Regions from separate parts of the Drosophila melanogaster genome. Here region 2 is linked to region 1. The links are chromatin contacts, called in public Hi-C maps. All regions are on one chromosome and are shown on one strand. The core of a region is the stretch at or near the end of the contact, and the rest is flanking DNA. Distances in the headings are between cores, read along the strand shown. Region 1 holds the start of rhea (rhea,). Region 2 holds the start of RasGAP1 (Ras GTPase activating protein 1).

Region 1 (6,655 bases), core at 937-3,436:
ATAATCCAAATTTTTTCTCTGTGGACCAGCGTAGTCAGGGGCAGACATCAAACGGCAGACGTCGACGCTGGCGCCGGCAGCGCGATGAGGTAATTTTCAGCTTGTTTTCTAAAACGCTCGACATCCGAAATGGGGAAAAGGGTTTTCCGATGGGTTTTTGGCGCGCATCGCGCAGGCGCAACGTGCATTTGGCGTTTGAACTTAGTTACACAATGGAACTGCCTTTTTGTGGCACATATTCCACTCGGAATGGATAAAAATAACACCATATGTCACACACTTATGACCGCGCACTCTCGTCATGTATATACCTTCTTTAATTCCCACAATTGGGCTGGAAACTCTTTTGATATTTGAACTTGAACGATATGCACGATATGCGATATTCATATATGTACGAATCGCCTATACATATATATGGGTAGATATATGTATATATATATATATTTCAATAGCGATATCGGGCGCGGCACAATCGAACGAATTGGCACCGACGACGGACGAAACTCGAATGAGCGGGCCATAGAAGCGAGTGGTTCGCTCGGTTCCATGGGCAGTGTGAGCAGCATGAGCAACAGATGGGAGAGCCGCGAAGAGAGCCACCTGCTGCTAGGCTTCTCTCCTCTCTGATTCTTCCGATTCTCCTGATCGCCGTCTGCAAATGTAAACAAAACAAAAGGTGCCAGCCAGAGGGAGGGCGGTGAAATGAAGGGGCAGCGGAGGAGAAGGTAGTGGCCACAAGGTGATGGACCCGTGCCAGTGGTGACTAATCTTTTGTTGCCCAACTTATGGCTCTTTCTTTCTTCTCAAAAGTGAGCAGAGAGGAAGCGAGAAATTGGAAGAGGAAGTGCGCTTAGTCACATGGGGTTTTCTAAGAAATGGACATTACTCCTGCTTTTCAAGGGCTAAGCTAGTCAAGCGATTGGAGCGTTGTAAGTATTAGTATTTTGAAATGTTTTGGTAATGACGTTTTGTTTTGATGATGTTATATGACCCAAACATTTCTTATCTATAATATCAATGACTCTTTGACGGACTAGATTATTCCCCAAAAGGAATGCTTCTAAACAATCAACAATATTAACGTAATCTTTATGGGTTCAAATCTCTATAGATACTATAATCTAAACAGGACCAGTCTCTTTTTAGGAAAGTATCTGCATTTAAAACTCTTACACAAACAGAATACATGAGAAATTTCAATCTCAGTTGAAATAATTGAATACAACAGTTTCCAAAAACGTGCATAAACAAAGGAGGCAAAATAATAGCCTGTTGACTTCAATTAGGTCCAATTATTGACGCAATTGAGGGCCTGATCCCGGGAAGAGTGAATCTCTATGCCACTGACAGCGGGATGTAGGCACGAGTCTTGTGGGTCCTCGTCTCGGATCTTTGAGGGTTGCAGTTGCACAGCTAACTCCACAATTAACTTGAGAATTGAAGGCAATTGCCAACTCCCGCGAATCCGGCGCTTCTTCTTCTTCTTCTTCAGCAACCGGGGGTTATCTTATCGCGTATGGAATGTACCCCATATACATATACACCATGCTATTCTGCACGCTCATCCAGCTGCTCAGATAAAGCCGTCAAACCAAACCAACTGCTGTGCTGATAATGCGAGGCAGTCGCAGTTGGACTCTCGTTAATTGAATTATATTCGCAGCTTTGGCTAAAAAAAAAATGTTGCACTTTAATTAGCATAAAACGTAGACGATGCTTACAAGCAAACAAACGAACAAACATACAAATGCGGGCGTTCCCTTTTTTTGCCCCCTTTTGTTGTTACACTGGAAACTTGGTTAAAAGGGCGGAATTCGCGTGACCGACAAAAACAAATGTGCGGGACATGTGGGAGAGACCAAAATCCGGACAGTCGGCGCCAACAACTGGGGGTAGGGATAACGATGATGACTCCACCCCGGAGGAGCACCCACTAGGCGGCAACAACAAAATGTGCGAACGAATCGAAATGAGTTCTTGTTGGCCAGGCCGCAGCTGAATCTCCACTGGCTTTGTTTGACGCGTTTTCATGCCGCGGGAAAGGGGCTTTAAACTGATTTGTGCACTTGGGGTTTTAAACATTGGTTAACTTACAGAAACACACGGCGAAAAGGGCTTAAAGAGAGCTAAAATCGAGTAAATAAAACTAACACTTTACAAAATATTCCGTAGTTAAGACAGTGTGACCGTGCGTCAAGCAGCTATCGATAAGTCATTGCGGCTATCGGAACCAATTAGCGTTTGGGTCACATAATTACAAAATAAATAAAAAATATATAAATTTACAAGTTCTAATCATAGTTTGCCTATACTTCTATAATATTTGAAATTACTACGGCAAGCAAAAAGTAGTCTGCACACAGAGCTGTTATGCCAATGGCAGACTGTTAAGTGCAGGGTCACCCCAAATGTAAAGGCATGAGCGCCAAATTTAAAATAAAACCCCCAACTAATGCAGTCTAACTAAAACAAGGCTTAAAGATTAAGCGATTTGTAGTCGAATCCTATAAAAACAACATATCCACATGATTAATGAAGGTTACAAGCCCCACCAAAGCGCACCCCCACACAAACTTGATAAATTTGTCTGGCTTTCCTGAATTTTCTCCGAGACGATCATCGTTTCCGTTTTGATTTCGGCGATTGGAGGGCAACCAAGTGTGCAACTTACAACCCTCAGAAAATAGACGAGCAATCTAAGGGCCGAAAAACAAAAACTAGCCAAAATCATAAAAATAAGCAAGCGAATTCATGACTTCGCCAAAGTCAACGGACCGCACATAGCGCGCGTCTTTGGGGGCCCTTTCACTGGGGTTGCTTTCCCTATAAGGCAGCGAAATAAAAATAAATTTAATGTTCCTGTTTTTTTCCCTTCTCCTTTCTCGACTTGTCAAGGATATCATATGCGCGAATACATGGGTATATGTGTACGCGTAATTTATGCTGCAAAACATCTCGAGCATAAACAGGAAACAAGCGTCCACGGTCCTTCTTTCGCAACACTCTTAAAAAATGAGAAGTAATTAAAGACAAGTTGCAAAATTATCAAAGGGGGGGATAAACATTCCTTTTGCTACTATCAAACTTGAATTTAATTATTGGAAATTTCAAGAGAAACATTTTAAAGCGAACTTTCAGAAAACCTTCATACATAAAACACTATATTCTTCATATAAAAATTTCTCTCTGTGCACAATGCCCGCCCCTGCGCGCTTGAGAAATTTCTTGAAACGAAGTCAAGTTCGTGGCTTGGGCGCAAATTCAATTAATTTCAATCGAACGCCTGTCGTTCTGGGCATCCGGCATTGGGCATTGGGCATTGAGCATTGATGTCCCGCGATTCGAGGCCTGCCAAACCGATACGCAGATAGAAGATGCAGGATGTGCAGATATGGACTCACCCCTCGGGCCGATAAATCTCGGAACTGGCACACTCGCTTTACACACACGCCCGTTATGACTGCTGGCCAAGGAGGAGCAAGCGAAATGGATGAGCAGAACGCATCGACATGTGTCCTGGTGCTCCTGCTGCGTCATTGCTTTAGTTCCGGTTGAGTTTGTGCCAGCGCTCGCCAAGATTTATGTCACTTTGTTGGCCCAACAAAGAGGCCAGGGAGTTTGGTTTTCGGTAATGGCAAATAAAAACCCGATTCGCAAATCCTTTCCTCGAGTGACCCACTTGGGATTTGGGACTTGGGACTGACCAGCAGCGAGGAGCAACGCTAATTGAGCGATCTTCCGGCTGGCTAATGGGTTAAACCGGCCAAGCCGAATGCCCATATATCATGTGCTTGGGCCGTGATAATTTCGGCATTTTATCAACCAAAATTTAGAGGGTTCTTGACTCTGCCGGAGATTTATGGCCATCTAATTGAGTTTGTAGTTTTCCGAATGCATTTCTGGTTTCTAGTTGCGGATGAATCTGAGCTCTTTGGAGACGAATAAATTGGTTGAAATATAATAAGTTTTTTTCATATTTTAAGTACAACAAAAACTAGAAAAACTTGAAAAACGTAGAAATTTATGATGACAAGAAGTTTGAGTGTTTTCAAAAGAACTAATTGCTTGAAATTTGTAATTGCTTCTCTGTTTTTAGAAACTAGTACCAGACACTTACAAAATGTTTAGAAATTATTGCTAAACAAAAAACGGAAATAAATTCATATCCATTTCTTAATACCCATTAATTTAGAAATAAATGTATTATTTAGTGTAGATTCCGCTTACAATTGTTGGGAAATTCGTTTCGAAACCTTTAAATTCGATTTGCTTCACAATTATAAAGTGAACCGTCCTTTCTCCCCAATTTGTTTAGCATTCTGGAAAGGCGTAAACTCGTTTTCATATTGCCCGACAAATTCCCCACAAATTCGAAGCACTCGAAGGACATTTGCATGCGGGCAGCTATGAAAAACTTATATTGAGAACAATAAAAATTTATGAAAAGCCATTAGGGCGAGGCTGGAAAAACAAGCAAACGACTACAAATTGACGGCAGCCGTACGACCCAAACCCCTTTTGGATGAATTCGAGATCGGGATTGAAGCTGAATGGAAGGGGAGTTTTTGGCCACAAATTATTTTTATAGCTGAGAACGATCCCAGGCACGAGTATGGCGAGTTATGCGCCGGAGAATCCTATAAGCAATCCGAGACTAAGCTCGTGGAAGTGCCCGGATGGACGTCTCGGTCGTAAAAAGATGGAACAAGCCCAAAGGAGTGCACAGGAAGAAATCATTGAGACTTTAGAAAGAGTTTAGTATAAGAACTTATGGTAGTTATGTTAAAACTGATGCAAGCATCTTTCACTGATCTATGAAATGTAATCTGTTTGAATCTTAGATACTTTAAGACTTTGGAAGACCTTGGCAATCCATTATAGCTATTTGTGTTTCTTTTAGAGAATTCATTTCTCTGAGTGCAGTCAAATGTGAAACTGGAGTGTTGTGCCGTGTCATTGTCATTGCCTTTGTCACTGGCGTCTGGGGGCATGGACATGGAAGAGAGCGAATTTTAATTGATGACGATTTCATTAAAATTTCGTGGCGGCCGTGCTGAAAATCGACATCCTGCAACCCCGCAGCGTGTGGCAATAAAAATGCAAACAAGCGGCGCGTGGGCAATGTCCTTGCTCCAGGATAGGAGATGATGAAGATGATGACGCTGGGTTAACTCGCCCAGCCAAGTGTGAAGGATGCAAAAAGTTAATCGCTCAGGCGGACGACACAAGCCCAAACCCAAACCCAAACCCAAGCCCAAGCTCAAGCACTTTGTATCTGGCCAGATGTGTTAATGTTTCTCGATTCCAGCCCAGGCTGGAGGGGTATTTTTTATTGCCCTGTCCAGGACATTCGGCATCCTGCGGGATGTGTGTGTTTGCGCACTAAGTAAATTGCGTAAATTTATGGCTGCGTAAATTGTTTAATGACTCAACAGTCTATTTATCCTGGCGAGGCCATGCACCGACTTGGCCTAATGGCCATGTTGAGGTTGAGTTCGTATCCGAGGATTTGGAATTTGGCTTGGAGTCAGGGGTGTCAAGTGGAGGAGGTGGTGCAGTGAGCTTGTTAAAAGTTCCATTCGTTTAAGGCATTTATTGACATTTCAAGGCATTAAAATGTTTATTTGCAGCGTGTAATTGAAAGTTTTATTAAATTTTTTTCAATAACTTGGATCAATTTTTTGATTAATGCCTCCTAAGAACTACTAGGAACACCTATATTTCCGTATCTTTATTAAATTTTTTCTATATTTATATTCAAAACAAATTTATTCGCTCTATAAAATCGTGCATTTCCTTACCAAAACTCTAACGTATAGCATCCATTTCGAAATGCATTTTATCTTAATAGTCTTCACTTAATTTTCCCGAAATGAGCATTTCATTTTAGTTTCTGGGACCGCTGACATGTCACTATTCACAGGACGGCCGCTTATCCTGGCTAAAGGATCTGCCCCGCTGAGACATAGGCAGCAATTAAGCAGGCATTAAACATGTAAACTGCTCGCAACGCCCCAGAGATCAAGGATTGGGCAAGGATGAGCATGGATGAGCCAGAGGATACCAGGGCGATGGAACCCCTCACCTTGTGGGGGTTGGCTGTTCAATTCCGTTTCCAATTCGCTGACTTGTCGCACCCAGTCAAAAAGCTGAGGACGATAAACGGCGCTGATAGCACAGCATTTATCAAGGAGCTCGGAACAGGCTCAATTGAGTTTCAAATTGATGTCACCATTATCGGGAGCTGTCATCTAAGGACCTGGTTGGGGTGACATCTACATGAGGGATGCGATGAATCGCAAAAGGAAAAAAAAAAGAAACATATAACAACAAGGAGGAGGGGCAGCGATGTATTCCGTATTTATTTATAATTTTTTCATCATTTATCAGCGATACTACTTTCTCACAATCCCGCAATTGCATATTTATGTAGATGTGCACTGTGCAATTTCAGTTTGCGCTTCGATTTAAGTGCTCATAAATAAAAATCCAAGCGAAAATCCACCCCGGAAAAGTGTGGACTGGGAAAATGTTTGGAGTGGGTGGGGGGTGCACAAATGGTATGGCGTCCACCCCGGGCAAACTGTCAAAAAGGCAACGGAAAGTTTGTAAACAAAACTAATGCCGACATGGGTGTTGATAAAGTTCTCCA
Region 2 (7,347 bases), core at 4,150-6,649, 1.3 Mb before region 1:
GCATTTGCTGTAGAGATCTCTCATTCGAGGGATCCTTTCGATTCATGTCCGTGTACTTTAGACTCGTTTAACCCTCTTCGTTTTTATTAAGCACCTTTTCTGAGGTCTAAATCAGCTCACTCGCTGGGACTTCCACTCTCAATAGCACCGATATCCTCCCACCACTTGGCTACAAAACAGAATCTGTGTGATTATCCTTAATTTTTCCAATTCCGAGGCTTCATCTCCAGGATTAGCAAACGAAATACGCTTTGTATATTGTGTTATTGGACTTAAGAGGGTACCATATCAGCACATTAATTTCGAAAATCTTTTATTTAATGTATTATAATCGGCCATGTATTTTATTGTACGTAACCCTCCAATTGAGTCGTTTAATTGATAAAAACATTCCGTGCCTCTGTTAGAAAATGAATGTGTATGTAGTATGTCGAGCACGAATTTTGAATAAAACTTTTTAAGTGTTTAAACCTGTTTTTAATGAATTCCCATTAAAATAGTTGTAGTACTGGTCCAGAAGCTAACATACATTAAATTATAGATCTTGAGATTGCAGGTTATAAGATTAATTGGTTTAATTACTTAATGGGTTTAGTTGTTGAATACTAAATTTAACTTCATGGCAGAGAAATGAAAAGCTGAAAACATTAAAATATTTTTTTAAGACTACAATACTGGATGTTAAAAAATGTTATAATTGTTTTTTAAAATATTTTTATGTTTAAATATTTAGCCTACCAGGGCTGGCTAATCGCGATAGTGTCCTCGCCAGAAGTTCCATTCTTCCAATCGATAGCTAGCACACTAGACATATGTATGTATCGATAGGCCAAAACAAATACAAACAATACAGACGAGCCAAGAATTTTTGCTCTGCGTCCCAACACATAAAAATCCATAACAAAGTGAGTCAAAGTGTTTTAAAACGAGGACTACGAACGCAATAGATGAAGATAAACCATTGCAGATCAAGATTAATACGCTCAGGGACGGCAGGGTCACACCAATAACGGGTGGTCAGAGTGACCAAAGTGGGCAGGAAAAGAAGCAAAAATAAACAAACAATACAGACAGGAAAATAAGCAGCGCGTGCATGGGAAGAGTTTTTTCGCCTTAGGCCCAAACACTGAAACCAGGAACACAGACGCACTGCATCACTGGCAACGGGGCACACAATCCGATTGCGACCAAGCTATGGCTGCGGCCACCAACAACGATTCCTCCGGCGTGGAGTCGGCCAAGGAGGAGGTGGAGATGTCGATGCCGCCATCGCCCATGTCGATGGCCATGGTACTGGCCAAATCGACACCGATGCCCATGCCCACCAGCGCCTCCAAGGGGATCATGATAACGCCGCCGCCACCGGCAATGCCGCCCACGCCCACATCGTCGCCCAACACGCACGGCGAGTGGCCCCACATGAACATCAACCTCAACCTGAACATGAGTTCAAACCCCAGCACGAATGCATCATTCCAGCTGAGCAGAGATCGGGGCGAGCACTTTGCCCTGCCGCATCTGCCGCCCCTGCCGCTGAATCCAAATGCCTCCAATGCCGAGTATCTGCCCAGCCTGATTCATCCAAGCACCCTGCCCTCGGGTAGCAAAAGCTTCAAGATGCGGCCGCGAATGCAGCGTCTAAAGCACTCCTACAGCTACAGCAACATAATCGTCCAGTCAAATGGCCGCAAACTGCGCACCGCCGCCTCCACCTGCAACATCGAGCTGCTCAACCGCATCCTTGAGGGTGGGGCCAATCCAAATGCCGCCGACGAGTACAATCGTAGTCCCCTGCATCTGGCCGCCTGTCGTGGCTACATACCCATTGTCCAGCAGCTACTAAAGTACGGAGCGAACCCAAATGTAGTCGACTCGCTGGGGAATACCCCACTCCATCTGGCTGTGATTTCGGCCAGCTCCAATAACTTCAACGTTGTGGTGGGTGTGCTGCTCCAGGGCGGCGCCAGTGTCCACATGTACGATCGCAGCAACAAGTCACCGCTGGAGCTCGCCGAGGCCAAGCTAAGATTGCTGCGCAATCGTTACGATCACCCTACGCCGGAGACGGCCAAAATCCTCGAGGACATGTGCATGCTGACCACGCTCATCTTACGCTACATGGTAAAGCAGCAGCGCGAGCTGGAGGATCTCTCCGCGCTGGAGAAGCGACTGCAGAACCTGAGCACCAGCGATGACCAAGAGCAGGTCGTATCCCAGACCGCCGATGAGCTGCTCGCCAGTGTCGAGCGGCTATCAATCAACAACAAGTAGACGGGACGTAAACTGGACGCCAGGGTAACCCGACCGCAGGCTGGCCCAAATTGCGTTCGATGAGTTGAGAAAAAAGTGAGTATGAAAACAAATAGTCTACAGATATATACAAATATACATATATGCAATACAAATAATGAAACCCCAAGTTGTGTTTTTAAAAACGTTATCTATAAAGCATGTGACGTCGCATTTGCCATTCCGCAAAGCATTTGTGATCTTAGTCACTCACAAGATTAGAAGCAATAATGTTTACAATACCTTAATTATATGTCAAATGGTTCGGAATATTGGTTTTAATATTTTTTCAGACTAGTGATACTAATCAACTGCTTTCTTTTCGTTGCAGTTTGTTTATCGTTTCCTAATTTGGCTGCCGTTGAGCTGGAGTTGGCATTGTGACAAGCAGCTGGAGGAGATTGAGATCCTGCGCCCGATCCTAAACCCACAAAGCTGCCAAATGCGACCAACGCTCTCAAACACACAAGCACACACATACACACCCACACACAAAAGAAAACACACATTGTTTTATGCGATCTTTTTATTAAGTATTTCATTTAAGGCTTATTGTTTATGCAAACAATCAACAAACATGATTACATTTTAAGCTTTACGTTTAGCGCGCCAAAAACAAAAAGAAATCAAGTTATGTAATAATGATGCAATCGCAACTCAAGAGGACACCTAACAATTTGCTACATTACATTTAACTAAATGACTACATTACTTGGAAATCGTTAAGTGTCTATTGTATACTATAACAAAAAAAAAAACCATATGCGTGTAAACACTCTCTGAACAATAAACGAAAAACCAAACGGCCATTTGACTTAATCCGCAGATCAAGCCGAAATCTGTAACTAAATAACTGAGAGGACTTCTGAGTGAATCTGGTTTGTGGTGAGGATCTGACAATCAAATAATCTAGAAAATCCTTTTCAGAAAATCAAACTGAAAACGTTTCTACTTAGATACAACTTGAAACTTCATTTTAACATAAGTTTGGTGTTGCCAAGTCTATTAATGCATTATGACAAACGGTTTTGATATACTAATTGCCCTTGATTGGTATATATTTTAAAATCCATAAATTCAACAAAAAAAATCGAAGCTTGAAAATCATCTATAAATCTATTTAACAGCCTTTTCCTCTTGCCGTTTAAATGTATTCAAAGTGCGATTAGGAAAACCCACATTGGGGTCTTTTATGAGTATTTATGTGTAAACTTCACATTAACATGAGGTGGATAAGAAAAACTAAACGTTTTAAGAAACTTGTTCACGACGCAAATAGTAAACGAAGTTTACGAACCCATATTGACGTCAAGATCGAGTTAATACTAAATAAATGTTGTAAATTAGGGAGATCAAAAAACCCGGTCCAAATGGGTTTTTCATTCATAACGAAATAATAACGGAAGCTAGACAAATGACCAAAACACTTTTCCGGACATAAATATGAGAAAATATGGGAGGAGTGGGTTTATAAACAGGCCCAAAAACCTGAAACCGAAACTCGTAGACCCATTCATACGAATGGAAATGCCACAAAATACTATATTTATAACATCTGCGCCTAGCTTCGAATTTTGTGGGCGGGGCAAATGGAGGAGGAGGAGGAATCGAGTGGACAGCTGGAAACGGAAAAAAAGAAGAAAAGCCCTGTCTCCTCTTCTTCCCACGTCGGTTACGTTTCGTTGAGCGAAATGATCAACATATTCAAATGGTCGTTACGCACGCTACACAGAAAATAGCATTGTGAACGTTCTTAACAAATATTATGATACACTTTAAAAGCATATACTAAAGGGAAATGTTAATTTTCGATAAGTCTCTTTAAATTATTACAATTACTATAAACTATAACTGTGTTATAGTATTTACAATTATAATTTATTTTATATACAATTATTTTGCTCAGTGCAGTTGAAGTGACTAGATCAAATGCAGGGCATACGAAAACAATGAAACCCAGCCGAGCAACCATCCGAAATGTTGACCCGACCACTTCCACTTATTGGCGGCAGTTGTGATAAGATGCACCGCCTCACTTGTTGATCTCTCCCTGCCAGTTGTTGTTCTTGTTGTTGTTGTGATGCATGTGGTTTCCAAGGCAAGGAGCAGAAGCAACATATGCGTAAAGAAAAACATAAGCGGCGTTGCTGTCCGGATGCCGTGTGAATTTCACATTTCACTGCCTTGTTTCTGAATATTTGTGTACTTTTAATGTACATATGTGTGTACTATGTAGTTCCTCGGGTTCCTGTGGACTGTCTGCGATCCAGAACGCCCACGTAATGTGCGCTACGGTATAAACAGCCGGGCATTTGATTTTTACTTACTTTGCTAAGCATAACTAGCTATTGATACATGGTTATTGGAATAGATATGAATCTTAAACTGGTTGAATTTAAAAATAAACATTGCTTTCTGATATAATTCCTTAACGATCGATCATAAACAAAACAGGGTTTTTTATTGCTTTGTACCGCCCTTCTTAAGTCGCATATGCCTCGACTTTCTCTGCCGGCGATCTTCGGTTGTTTCCGCTGTTGGTGGCGCCGGTGCAACATGTGTGTGTGTTTAAGTGTAGGTGACCGCTGCTGCGTGTGTGCGTTTTCATTCACAAAATTTTTGGGAGGTGCATGTGTACACTTGCCGCTTGGAAATTTTAATTCAGTTCCATTTCGGCCGACCTGCAACACGTTCGTAATTCGGAGTGTGTTTCAAAGTTAAGCAACTAAAAACCAATCGGAATTAATAAAAACATCAATTAAACCTCAAGTTAAAATAAAAAAAACCAAAAATTCAGTGTTTAATAATAATCAATTTTAAATAAATTACAAAATATATAACTGTTTGTTGGAGCTAACGATATATATTCGATAGCCAGAACTGGTGAAATATCGAAATTAAACTTAAACATTTTTAATGAAAACCTTACTGTTGTGCTTAACTTAATAAGCATAAGCCGTTGTTGAATAAAATAAAAAAATTATTTTAAAACATATCTGCTTCAAACAAATTATTAAGCAAACATTAATCATTTGCGTTTCCCGTGGTATTTTCGGGGCACCGTGCTAAGGTCACACTAATTCGTTGGAGTCATACAACCGTCTCGCTACGGTCACTCTAGTTCTGATTCCGCTTCGAAAGGTTGTTCGCGGATGCGTGTAAACCCGCAAAGCAAATAAACTCGGAGAACCAAGTTTTTGCGATTCTGATTCAAGCAACCGAATTACTTTCCATACTTCGATAATATAATCCCACGTCTGCTAGTGCGTGCAAAAAACAGTTTGTAGTTAAAACGAAATACTAAAATCAGTCGAGCCCTGAAGCAACAGGGAAAGTGCATTTCGTGAGCGGCAAATCGACTCATATTCCCGTCACACCAGCTCAATGCACAATGCAACGCTGCAGCGAGTGATGAAATTCAAATGCAAATAGCCGGCTAATAAACCTGTTAAAGAAAAACAAATAATTTCGAGTTATTAAAGTTTCGTGAAGATCGAGTGAAGGAGTTAGATAAATTTCCAATCGCGTGTTGCAAGTTCCCCAGTGGGTAGCTGACAAAAAGCTGGCTGCTTTAAGCGCACAATGCTGCTGAAGAAGAAGCGCTATATGTTCGACGAGCGAGACGACAATAATATTAACTCGCCCGTCGCCGTCGAGCCAAGCAGCAACAACAACAAAATGGCCGATACACGCGAAGTGCGCATTGAAGAGCAATTAAAAGTGAAAATTGGTATGTAAATCGAGTGCGAAATCGTTCAAAAACATCAAAAATATGTCGAAGAACATGCGTGGCATGAACGTTGAGTGAAATACGCGCAGCAACGTGCGTTTTTTATGTTCCAAAGTGTGCTGGAATTTTGACAGCGTCGCCGTTTGCCCCGCGGAGCCTCTTCCAAGCAGAAAACAACATAGAATCGGGAGAATATGTCTAAAAGTTTTCCAAAATGTTGTGTAATCTAATGGCAAACCGAAATTTGTGCGAGTTGAGGCAAAGAAAGTCGATTAATTGAGAAAACAAATGTGTTTTTGTTCTAGAAATGCATATTGCGTTCAAGTGTATAAGCATGCTGTCCCGCTCTGACTCGCGTGTTGCTCTGTGCGTGTGTGTTTCTGTTGCCTTTTTCCCTGTGTGTGTGTGTTTTTTTTTCGTGCAGCAGCAGTGCAATACATTTGTTGTTGCTGCCGTTTGAGAAGTAATGGATGACCAGGCTGAATGTTACGGCATTCGCTTCTTGACCCACCCCCAGAACCGCTCTTCCTCCTTCATCGCCCAGCACACCCCCCGCAGTTTTGAATGCGCCCCTTTTTGTGAATGAATCGGAAATCAAGCATGTGTCTGTGAGACGCTCCAGCGCATGCTCACACACACGCGACAAACGCACACACACAAGCGGCAGAGAGATCCCAGCAACAATGTGTGGGTTTTTTTATGAATGGAATTTTCGAATTCGGTGTACTTTTCTCAATACGAAGGTGTCTGTTTTATGAATGATTATCAAAAGCAACAAGCGAAAAGAGCATCGATTAATGGCCTACTATATATTGGCAAGAGGTCAAATGAATGAATGACGCTCTCTCACTTTTCCTCTCCATTCTGCCATCCACTTCATTCTGAAGCGAGAGCGAAGCAGACTGCAAGAGATAGACGAAAAATAAACTTGCGGTTGTTTTTTGGTGGTTTTACATTTCCTGTTGAAACATAAAAAGTAAAACAGAATTATGAATAACCACTGGCTGTGTGTACTGTGCGGGGAGGGGGGGGGGGGGTTCAAAAGTTCCCGTGATCTCATTTTCACACCTGCACACGCATTTATTTTTACCTCTTCTGCTTCTCACATTTTCAATCTCGCAACTCATAAGCAGCTTTTGCTATGCTTTTTCAACATAAATTATATGCAAAGCTGCAACAACATTGTTGCCTTGCCGCTTTTGATTTCCGTTTCCCAGCGCCCAGAGTTTCCCTTCGTGTGTTGCGGTTTTGTGTTCTTTTTCTCCGGCCATAAAACTCTTGCTTTTTTCAGTTGCTCTTCTTTTTTTCCGTGTCTTCCCCTCTTCAAC

Evidence for each region. A called contact is a pair of places that touch in the nucleus more often than the background predicts.
Region 2: a Hi-C map of the Kc167 cell line shows a contact between it and region 1, with 2.1 times the contacts expected there. A contact is called at or near these places in 3 of 107 Hi-C or Micro-C datasets (the Kc167 cell line, the ML-DmBG3-c2 cell line and the S2 cell line).

Annotation. Positions count from the first base shown.
Region 1 is chr3L:8,540,532-8,547,186 of dm6, reverse strand. It overlaps rhea (rhea,), which reads right to left and starts at 2,186. Exons shown (of 17, transcript NM_001274658.1): 1 at 2,098-2,186.
Region 2 is chr3L:9,853,337-9,860,683 of dm6, reverse strand. It overlaps RasGAP1 (Ras GTPase activating protein 1), which reads left to right and starts at 5,399. Exons shown (of 5, transcript NM_168382.2): 1 at 5,399-6,019. The coding sequence starts at 5,872. It overlaps CG10809, which reads left to right and starts at 795. Exons shown (of 2, transcript NM_001169932.2): 1 at 795-2,346; 2 at 2,621-3,301. The coding sequence starts at 1,195. The coding sequence ends at 2,271. It overlaps iPLA2-VIA (calcium-independent phospholipase A2 VIA), which reads left to right. Exons shown (of 8, transcript NM_168385.2): 8 at 1-467.